3 separate regions of the Callithrix jacchus genome follow, and all the other regions are linked to region 2. A link is a contact called in public Hi-C data. All regions are on one chromosome and are shown on one strand. The core of a region is the stretch at or near the end of the contact, and the rest is flanking DNA. Distances in the headings are between cores, read along the strand shown. Region 1 overlaps RAD51B (RAD51 paralog B). Region 2 overlaps LOC118145160 (a long non-coding RNA gene). Region 3 overlaps RAD51B (RAD51 paralog B).

The links. A called contact is a pair of places that touch in the nucleus more often than the background predicts.
Region 1: a Hi-C map of skeletal muscle shows a contact between it and region 2, with 7 times the contacts expected there. The contact joins two enhancer-like sites. A contact is called at or near these places in 3 of 3 Hi-C or Micro-C datasets (induced pluripotent stem cells and skeletal muscle).
Region 3: a Hi-C map of skeletal muscle shows a contact between it and region 2, with 17 times the contacts expected there. The contact joins two enhancer-like sites. A contact is called at or near these places in 2 of 3 Hi-C or Micro-C datasets (both in skeletal muscle).

Annotation. Positions count from the first base shown.
Region 1 is chr8:103,238,544-103,241,465 of calJac240_pri, reverse strand. The region is part of intron 6 of RAD51B (RAD51 paralog B); the gene reads right to left. Among named protein-coding and RNA genes, the nearest start is that of RAD51B, 410 kb to the right of the region's middle. Within about 2 kb of position 1,440, at least 8 of the 16 cell types and tissues checked have an H3K27ac peak or open chromatin away from gene starts, as enhancers often do. A contact at or near this core is called in skeletal muscle, where this site is marked.
Region 2 is chr8:103,806,766-103,809,771 of calJac240_pri, reverse strand. LOC118145160 (a long non-coding RNA gene) reads right to left here. Exons shown (of 3, transcript XR_013521297.1): 2 at 855-3,006. Among named protein-coding and RNA genes, the nearest start is that of ZFP36L1, 32 kb to the right of the region's middle. Within about 2 kb of position 1,626, at least 13 of the 16 cell types and tissues checked have an H3K27ac peak or open chromatin away from gene starts, as enhancers often do. A contact at or near this core is called in skeletal muscle, where this site is marked.
Region 3 is chr8:102,944,721-102,947,447 of calJac240_pri, reverse strand. The region is part of intron 6 of RAD51B (RAD51 paralog B); the gene reads right to left. It also overlaps the pseudogene LOC103795813. Among named protein-coding and RNA genes, the nearest start is that of RAD51B, 110 kb to the right of the region's middle. Within about 2 kb of position 1,412, at least 8 of the 16 cell types and tissues checked have an H3K27ac peak or open chromatin away from gene starts, as enhancers often do. A contact at or near this core is called in skeletal muscle, where this site is marked.

The DNA of each region.
Region 1 (2,922 bases), core at 191-2,690, 570 kb after region 2:
AGAAGATACCAATTAATTAGAGAAGTGTGAAAATCAAGACAGGACAAATGAGGGGGACTGGTAGGGAGAGAGGAAGAAGAAGTGACAAACAACAGCAAAAATAACATAAATGAATAATTCAGAATGGATGCTAAATACGAAAGTGGGAGCCAAGCTGGGGTAAAGTTCAGATGCATCTAGGTTACTTTGCGCAACACATCTATTCACTAAAGCGCCAAAGCAGCTATTAGAGGAAACAATAAAGAGGCCCTCTCCCCTGGAAATTCGAGTCCTGCTTTGGAATTTTTACGACATTTCTTCCTTAACAAACAAGAAGGTCTCACCACCTTCTCCTGGCTTCAAAGACTCACTATGGTGGTAGCCCGCGATTAATATCCTTAGTCTGCTTTATATATGTGGTTTGAGGTATTTTCAAAAGTCATGTACTTTAGAAAAGAATTGCAGCCCTAGCAGGCAAACAAACTTAAGATCCCCATATCCCTAGCCTACAGGATTGTGCCGATTACCGGGACTCACCTTGGTCATGTCAACAATGCCCTTTCATGTCACCAGGGCTGTGTGTTCAAAATTAGGATACAACCTGGACCTCCAGCTAAAAACTAAAAGATCCCCTAGGATTCCCAGTCGGCAAGTGGTATAGGGTGTGATGTAAGTGTATGTGTAAAACTACAGGACAGTTGGTTTTTGTTTTATATAACAAGTGCGTTCCTGAAAAGTCAAGATTTAAATACTTTTTTTTGGTAGATGAAATCATTTACAATTCACATCAGAAACTCACTATTTAATGAAATCTGATTGTGGTTTCAGTCATAAAGTAAAGGATGCCTTTGTAATTACAATAAAATCTTTTTGTTTGATCAATTTTATACATTCTGACTTGGTTTTACTGGGGTATACTTGGTTTTACTTAGAGTATTATTACTAGTTGGTATCGTTTTGTTTTAACACTGTTCTTTTCTTTTTCGGCAAAAATCCAAAGAAGTATTTCCATAACCCAAGTTGATACTCTTCACAACATAAAAGACAGAATTTGCTCTGCTTTATTTAGCTTAGTGTGTCCTGTGGCATGTGAGGCATCCAGGGTAGTAGACACCAGTAAATTGTTAGGAAGAAACTGAGAGGCAATGTCCCACCGGCTGCGGCAAAGAGCTGAACCAGGATCAGACTGCTCTTTAAAACACCTGTTTTGTAAACCTGAGTTGGTGAGGGCAGCATCTTCCAGCTGACTCAGACCAGCCACTGCTGCCCTCTGCCAGAGGGGTTGGTGCCATTTGGGCAAGGGCTCAGGTGCCTTACCCCCTTACCCCTAGACCCTTCATGACCCACTGGCACACAAAGGCAAGAATGCCAGCACCAATGGACACATGCATCCCAATCTGCCATTTCAAAGCAGCTGCCTGCAGGCTGTGTCCAACCTCTGCTAGCAGAGTGCAATGGGGCAGACCAATTAAAATCCAGGGGAGCTGGGGAAAAAAGAAAGATGGAAATCTTAAAGACAGTATCTTGGAAGCATATGTTTTAGAATCACAGCAGCCAGTTCCCTGTCAAGAAAATATTGGCCATGTTGGTTGGTCCAATCTCGTAGCCACAGATGGTTTATGCCTCACTACTCAGGTCCCCACTCCCCAGAGTAGTGAGAAACAAAGGATGTGGTGCTTTGTGGTGTAGTTATTCTGCCACCTAGTGTTATGTGTAAAAACAAATAACGTTTTAAAAAAATACAGGCTGTGTTAAAGAGTAAAAGCAGAATCATGAACTTCACTAAATTGCATTTTTTCTTCTTTTCAAACATGAAGATTCTTCACTTACACTGGTGGCCTGGGGAGGCACTGTCAGCAATTACACCAGCCCTTCTCATTTGAATGGAAGGCCGAAGAGTATAAGGTCTGAAGTTTAGGATGTGAAGGAGAAAAGAACATAACCTCAAAAACCCATTTGAGTGATATTTAAAAGGACTGTTCCCTCCAATTAAGGTAAATACCATGAATACAATAATACAAACTGGAACTGGACAAGGATAGTTACAGTTTCTGCCCTGGAGAGGAAAAAGTAAACAGAAAAAAATGAAGATTGCTTTTTAAAGCATTATTACTTCTGCAACTTACGCATCATGAAGTAAGAAAACGAGCTGTGGGCTTGGAGTGAAAGTCTGAACGTGAGCCCCGATGCAGGAGCTTCCTCGCTATGCTGGTGAGCTGTGCAGTATCTCTGAGCTTCGATTTCATGTTCTGGAAAACAGCTCTACCTACACCCATTCTTCCCCCTTTTACAGGACTGCCCCGAGGATCCATTAGGAACATACATGAAGGCATTCTGTAACTATAAAGCACTGTGCAGCATCCTGAAGACCATTTCCCTCACTACATTATTCTCTTCTTTGGGTTATGGCTGCCATTTATATGTATGTGGCTTTCTGTATTGAACTCGTCCTGGAGTGCTAGTGTTCATTCTCAAATAAATGCTTTCAAGGTTAAAAGAAGTATTAAATAAGAAAATGTGCAAGTATGCCATGCAACATGTGAAAAAACATCCCCCCAAAAGACTAATAAAGAATTAGCATTACAGTTTTAAAATTAGATTGTTCCAAGTGTTTCTCCTTAAAATTATGTTCCGTTTAGAATGATAGCAATCTTGATTAGTTGTTTCTACTAAAATTAGTATATTCATGAAAGTTCTTAAAATTATAGGGCATCTCAACTGAACTGTCCTTCTCGTGGGCAGAGCTTCCCATTGTGATAAACCAGGCATCATGAAATAGTTTTTCATTTCTGTTCCTGCACTAACTAGTGATATAACTTTAAGCAAGTCACTTAACTGCTCTCAATTTCAGTTTCCAAATGGGCAAAAAGTTAAGAGGTAAACAAAATAATCATGTCTTCCAGTTCTATGATGACAAGTTGTTGTTCTGCTTTTGATAGCAAA
Region 2 (3,006 bases), core at 377-2,876:
GTCCTTCAGGCCTTACAGAAGGGACCTATGTAAATCTGTTCAGGCAAAGAGAAGTTTGTGGGCTGTGGGTACCTGGCTGGGGTTCCTGTGGGGTTCCTGAAGGTGGAGCACCCTTCTTGGTGCTGAGTGGGCAGCTACAGTCTGAGCAGCCAGGCCCTCTTCTCCCCTGGATGCTGCCCTTCTGTGGAGGCAGCTCTGTGGGGACCAGAGGCATGGACCTAAGAGGCTCTGACCCCCTGCCTGCCCCTGCCAGTCTCTGCTTCTACAGCCAGGGTCTGCACCTTACCTGCTGGGCCTGCCAGCTCCAGTCCCTCCCCATTCCCCTCAGGACCTCATCCCTCCTCCTCCTGGCCTGAGCTTGAGGGTTTCCTCAGAGAAGTCTTCCCTGAGAACTTTCCCACTCCAAATCGAAATTAGTGCCCATTTATATATGTTCTCTGAGCACCTTATCCTTTTCCTTCACAGGAATTTGAAAGCCTTTTCAAATGGAATCCTGTATTTCTTTACAGGTGATTTGTTGAAACAAGCTTAGTTAGACTAAGCTCCACCAGGGCGGGAAAGTTGTTCCACCCACTCATCCTCAGTGCCTTGCAGGTCATGTTCTGCATTGAATGAGGGGTGACAGAAACCCCAGGACAGAAAGAGTGAGCCGAGCCAGTGGTTCCCGAAATGTGGCTCCAGCGGGCCAGCAGCTCAGCATCACCTGAGGACTTGCTAGAAATGCAAGTTCTCTGACTTATTTGGGGAACCCAGCAATCCGGGTCTGAAAGAACTGTCAAGGGGAGGACAGGGGCGGGGTGGGGGAGGGGATTCCTGTGCACACTGAAGTTTGAGAACCACCGAAGGCGGCAAACCTGCTGTTGGGTCAGTGTGCACTGTGGCGGAGGGCAGCTTTGGCGGCCTGTAAGAGGAACAACGGATGAGCAAATCCCACCGTCAAATGTAGCAAAAGGCAGAGCGTGGACACGTCACCCCGACCCCCAAACGGGACCCAGGAGTGTTGTTCGGCGGGCTGGCCACTGGAGGGCAGTGTGGCCACGTCCATCGCGCCGCTTCCGAGGGCTTCCGGGAGAGAGCGGCTGCGGGACGCCAGGCCCTAAGCTGTAGCGAGGATCTCGCCCCCGCCGCAGCCTCCTGCAGCAGTCTTGGTTCTCGGGCCCCTCGCGTTTCGAGCCGCCGAGCAGCCCCGGCCCCTGTCTCTCCTCCCGGCTGCGTCGCGCCTTCCGCTCCCGGGTCGGGCCTGGTGCGCGCGTCTGGATGGCTTCGGGCCTGGAAGGTTCGCGAGGCCCCGGGAGCCGAAGGGGGCGCTGGGAAGGAGATCCCAGCAGACCGACCGGGGCAGAGCGCCAGGGAGGGCGGCGGAACCTTGGCTGCTTCCCGGAGCCCAAGGGCAGTCCTCCCGCGTGATCCGCGCGCTGCAGAGCGCGTCGGCCATCTTGGCGGCCTCGCCCCGGCCCGGTGCCCGGCCCGGCTAGGTGCTAGCTCGCGGCGGAGCGGACGCCGGGGGGGCGACCGGAGAGCTCGACCGCGAAGCTCGGCCGCGGGAGTGCGGGGGCGTCGCAGAAGCCCAGGAGCACCCTGGACTCTGGCAGCTAACCCCGGGTTTTGGGAATCGCCACTCCAGTAGCCGCTGCGAAGGCAGGCCTGAGCCTCTGAGCCTCAAATGTACTGAGTGGCCTCAGTCGCCCTCCTTTTTGCCCCATATTCGAAGAGCAGAAAGTCAGGGGCCGTTAAAGTAGGTCACAGCGGTCAGCAGGTTTTTGTGGGGCAGGCAAGTGACAGGGTCCAAGACCAGGCGTAGTATCTGCTTGCTCAAGAGGCACACCAGTCATCAAGCCAGAGGTCAGGGACTGGCACCACGGAGCTGGCTCCAGGCGGCCGAAGCATTCCCGTCCCTGTCCACCATGGGGACTTGAAATGCCATTCTCAGGAGCCCCAGGCCCCACTGTTGCCTCTGTCTAGCTCAGTTCATACATGGATGCTGTCTTTCTGGCCCTTGGTTATTTCTCGGGTTCCAGAACATCCGTTCATCGTGTCAGTCCTTAAAGGTTCAGCTTAAAGATCAGCTCCACCAGGAAGCTTTCCCGGATTTCTCCTTTTAGTTTCCAGCAAAATCCGCCTTCTCCCTTCTCTGCCCACCTTGAGTAGCAGTAGCTACTGCTATAAACTCTCCTGTTTTTTCCTTACAGTCTTTGTCACTGCATCCTCCCTCACTGAATTGTTGAATTGTGAGACCCCTTGAGGGTCAGGACCCTGTGATACTGGCCCTGGGGTCCCACGTGCAGGTCTTTCAGGAAAAGGTTGTTGCAAGGAGATCATGGGATTGAATGGGTTTTGATACAAATTTTATGTTGAAATCAAGTTCCCAAACGTTTTGAACCTTGGGCAAAAGGGACATGTAATGGTCTTTTCTTAAACCTGTAATGGAATCCTTTTGTGTGTTTAAGTGCTTTAAGTTAGTTTTAGTAGACATGTCAGGGTGCTGTAGGAACACAGCCATGGGTCTGCGCCTAAGCAAGACAACAACTGAGCCGGTGCTGGGTGCTTCCTCTGCGTGGCCTGGTGTCAGGGCATGTCAGATGGGATGGCAGGCTGTGGGTCCGGCCCCAGGGTCCAGCCAAGGAAGCTCCTGGGGCCTTGGCCTGGCTTGAGGCTGTGATTTCAGACTCCTCGCTGGTCTAAGTGGATATCTCAGAGGAGGCAAAAGAGAAAGTGCCTTGACAGCCTTCAAGAAGCCTGGAGCTAAAGGCGAGATCCTTGCTTTTTCCTTTTAAAATAATAAGCCAAACTTCTCCCATGAAGGACTCCAGAAAACCCCGTTCATGCTTCACCCACAGATGATTTGCTGAATGCTCATTAAGGGGAAAACAAAGAGGTGGTTTTGTTTATTTATTTAAAAGGAAAAATAAATGAGCTGTGACAAAACAATTTGAAACCAGGCCCCTCTGAGACCTGGGCTTTCACTTCCTTGATGGGAAGTAAAACAGAGAATCGAATCCCCCTCCA
Region 3 (2,727 bases), core at 163-2,662, 860 kb after region 2:
GCCACCACAGAAAACTGACAAAAGAACTTACCAAGAAAGAAGTATGCATTAAATGGGTATATATCTTCTACGACCATTTTGAGAGAAACAACATTCATTTGGATACACTACTGCTGACATTTAAAAAGAAAGAAACTCGGGCATCATATTTTTAAGTCACTGAATTTTATAACTGCAACTATTCCCATATAGTTTTCATTTGTTATACATATCAATGTTCTCTGTCTTAAGTCTTCCTTTCATAAAACTGTAAAGACTCTGTAGTCTTCTTGGAAGACTTGGCAGGCTTTGAAACTTCAACGCATTGACGTTACTCCTGCTACTTCACATAAACCTTCACTTTAAGTTCAGTGTGTCTGCCACCATATTGCTCAATTCTTCTACTATTCCAAATGCTCTGAAGCAGCTTCCAAGAAATCCTTGTTTGGATCAGCAAAAACAATTTGATGTCATCAGCAGATTTCACCATTTCCTTCTGGAGTCATTAAAACACTAAACAAGCACGATCTTGGTATCAATCCTTGGGTTTCCTATCATTAACTTCTCTCCAGCTGAAGTCAAGCTATTCTCTCTACATTGTGATTTCCAAAATAGGACCAGGATGTGTTTATGTGCTAGAAGTGTACACATTGATGGATTTTTATAATGAAAGTTGCAGAATGCATTATGAAAGTAAAAGGGGGAAAATCCCAAAAGCCAGAGAAATCAGCAAAGAGAAGCAGCTCCTAGTTGAGTTGTCTCATCCAAGCATACTGCCTCGTATTTAACTGATTCTTAAACCTCGACAGGATTTTAACCTTTCCCCACCAATTACTTATTTCTGTTATAATTATACGAGAGACTTTATTAAACACATTTGAAAATTCTCTGTGAATTATAACCAGCAGGTCTAACTACTTTATTCACTTTTCCTCTCTTTACTACATTTAAAGAGAGAAAAGCAAAGAGTCCCTACCCAGAAAGTAAAAAAGCAAACAGTTTTCTACCCAAACTGGTCTGTACTCTGAACAAGAGAAATCACTCTTTCTTTTATTGAAGTGCAAATCTGTTTGAAGCGTTCATTCTGCTTTCCCAGCCTGCTCTCTGCAGCTGCATAAAAGATGAGACTTGGGAATAAAAGAAAACTAGGCTGGGGCCAAAAAGCAATACTGTCCATATGCAAACTCACTCAAAGAGCAGTAGTTTCTGTACATCCCTTCCCACTGCTTCCATTCTAGCAGACCCCTAGCCAAAAGGAGGAGTGACTGTGCTATATCTGTATGTCCAATCCTGTTCAAAACAACTTCTTATATGAAATCAGGGGAAGGATAAGTTTACTAAACCCCCAGTTCTGACAGAGAGCATGAGGCATTCTCAGGGTCAACTTTTAGCTCTAAGCTGGCTGGAATTAGGCAAGTTTAAGAGAGCAATAGGGAGAGTCTAACAGGTCTCTTACAATGCTTGTGACAGAGGCATAGCAGCAGGGAGTAGAAATCACTTTACCTATCTTACCCCATGCAAAATTAAGGCAAAATCTTCCTCCATGCCAAATCTGCAACAGACTTTCAGAATGTCTAGAAACCCATTAGCCTACATGCAAGGGTATCAGGTAACCTTATAATCCCAGCATTCTCCTCAGGCCAGCAGTGAACCACACACAATTGAAAAAGTTCACCACCTCAAAAAAGAACTCTGCTGGGATCAGAAGGGTATTCTCAAGGGTTTTGAATTAGATGTCATTATAACTCCATGTTATTTTTAATACCCTTCTTCGGATTTTGCTCCACACAGAATTCCCAAGTTACAGAAGGACCATGAACAATGTCCAGATGTATAAAATGCAAAAATACTTCCCTCCTACTTGTGGATTCCAAGATAAACACCACAAGAAGCACATGTGACTAAACTTAGAGCTCATTCCAAATTAAATACTGCATCATGTGCACAGTTTAGGGCTTAAAAAACAAAACCCCACAAATATTCTGCACGGTTCATAAGCCAGGCTTGGGCAAGCACATGACCACGTTATAAGAAGGAACCATGAATTGAAGAGTAGGGGTAAAGGGTGAGAAAAGTCTTAGTCAAAACCTTTCCCAGAAAATTGGTGCTGTTTTCAGTGAACATTTGTATAATGTGGGACACAGATGAAAGAGGAAACTATTTTTCTGTGCTTTTTTTTTTCCCTACTGACATCCTTATTTCTAAAACTGTCCACCAAATTGGGAAACTCTGCAAAGATTTCAAAATTCCGAGCCAAAGCCAAGCACAAACATCATTAAATACAGATACAAACACACACACTGAGGTAATGAGAACTTATATCTCTGACTGAGCAGACCAGACAGAATCTTCTGATATATAAGCTGAGTTCTGGACAGAGTACATGGAACCTTATGGGACAGACCAGGAGAGTCAGGCAATGTGAAAAGACCTCTCCACTAGTGTTACTGTGTTTCGAAAAAAAAGTAAAAAATAGATGGATAAAGTAAAAAGACAGCTAAGAGATAGTATAGCTAACCGGGTAAGTTCAGTTTTTCTCCCACAACTTAACCTAAGCAAAAGCTTTCAAGAAATTCAGACTGGGAAATGTTTAGTTACGGAAATATCTTTTTAAAAAAAAAACTACATAACATTTGACAGATGCACATATATGTAAAATATATGTAATGTTTGACAGATGTAACACTTGACAGATGCATATATATTTTACATATATATATTTTACTACATTTAAATAGAGAAAAGCTT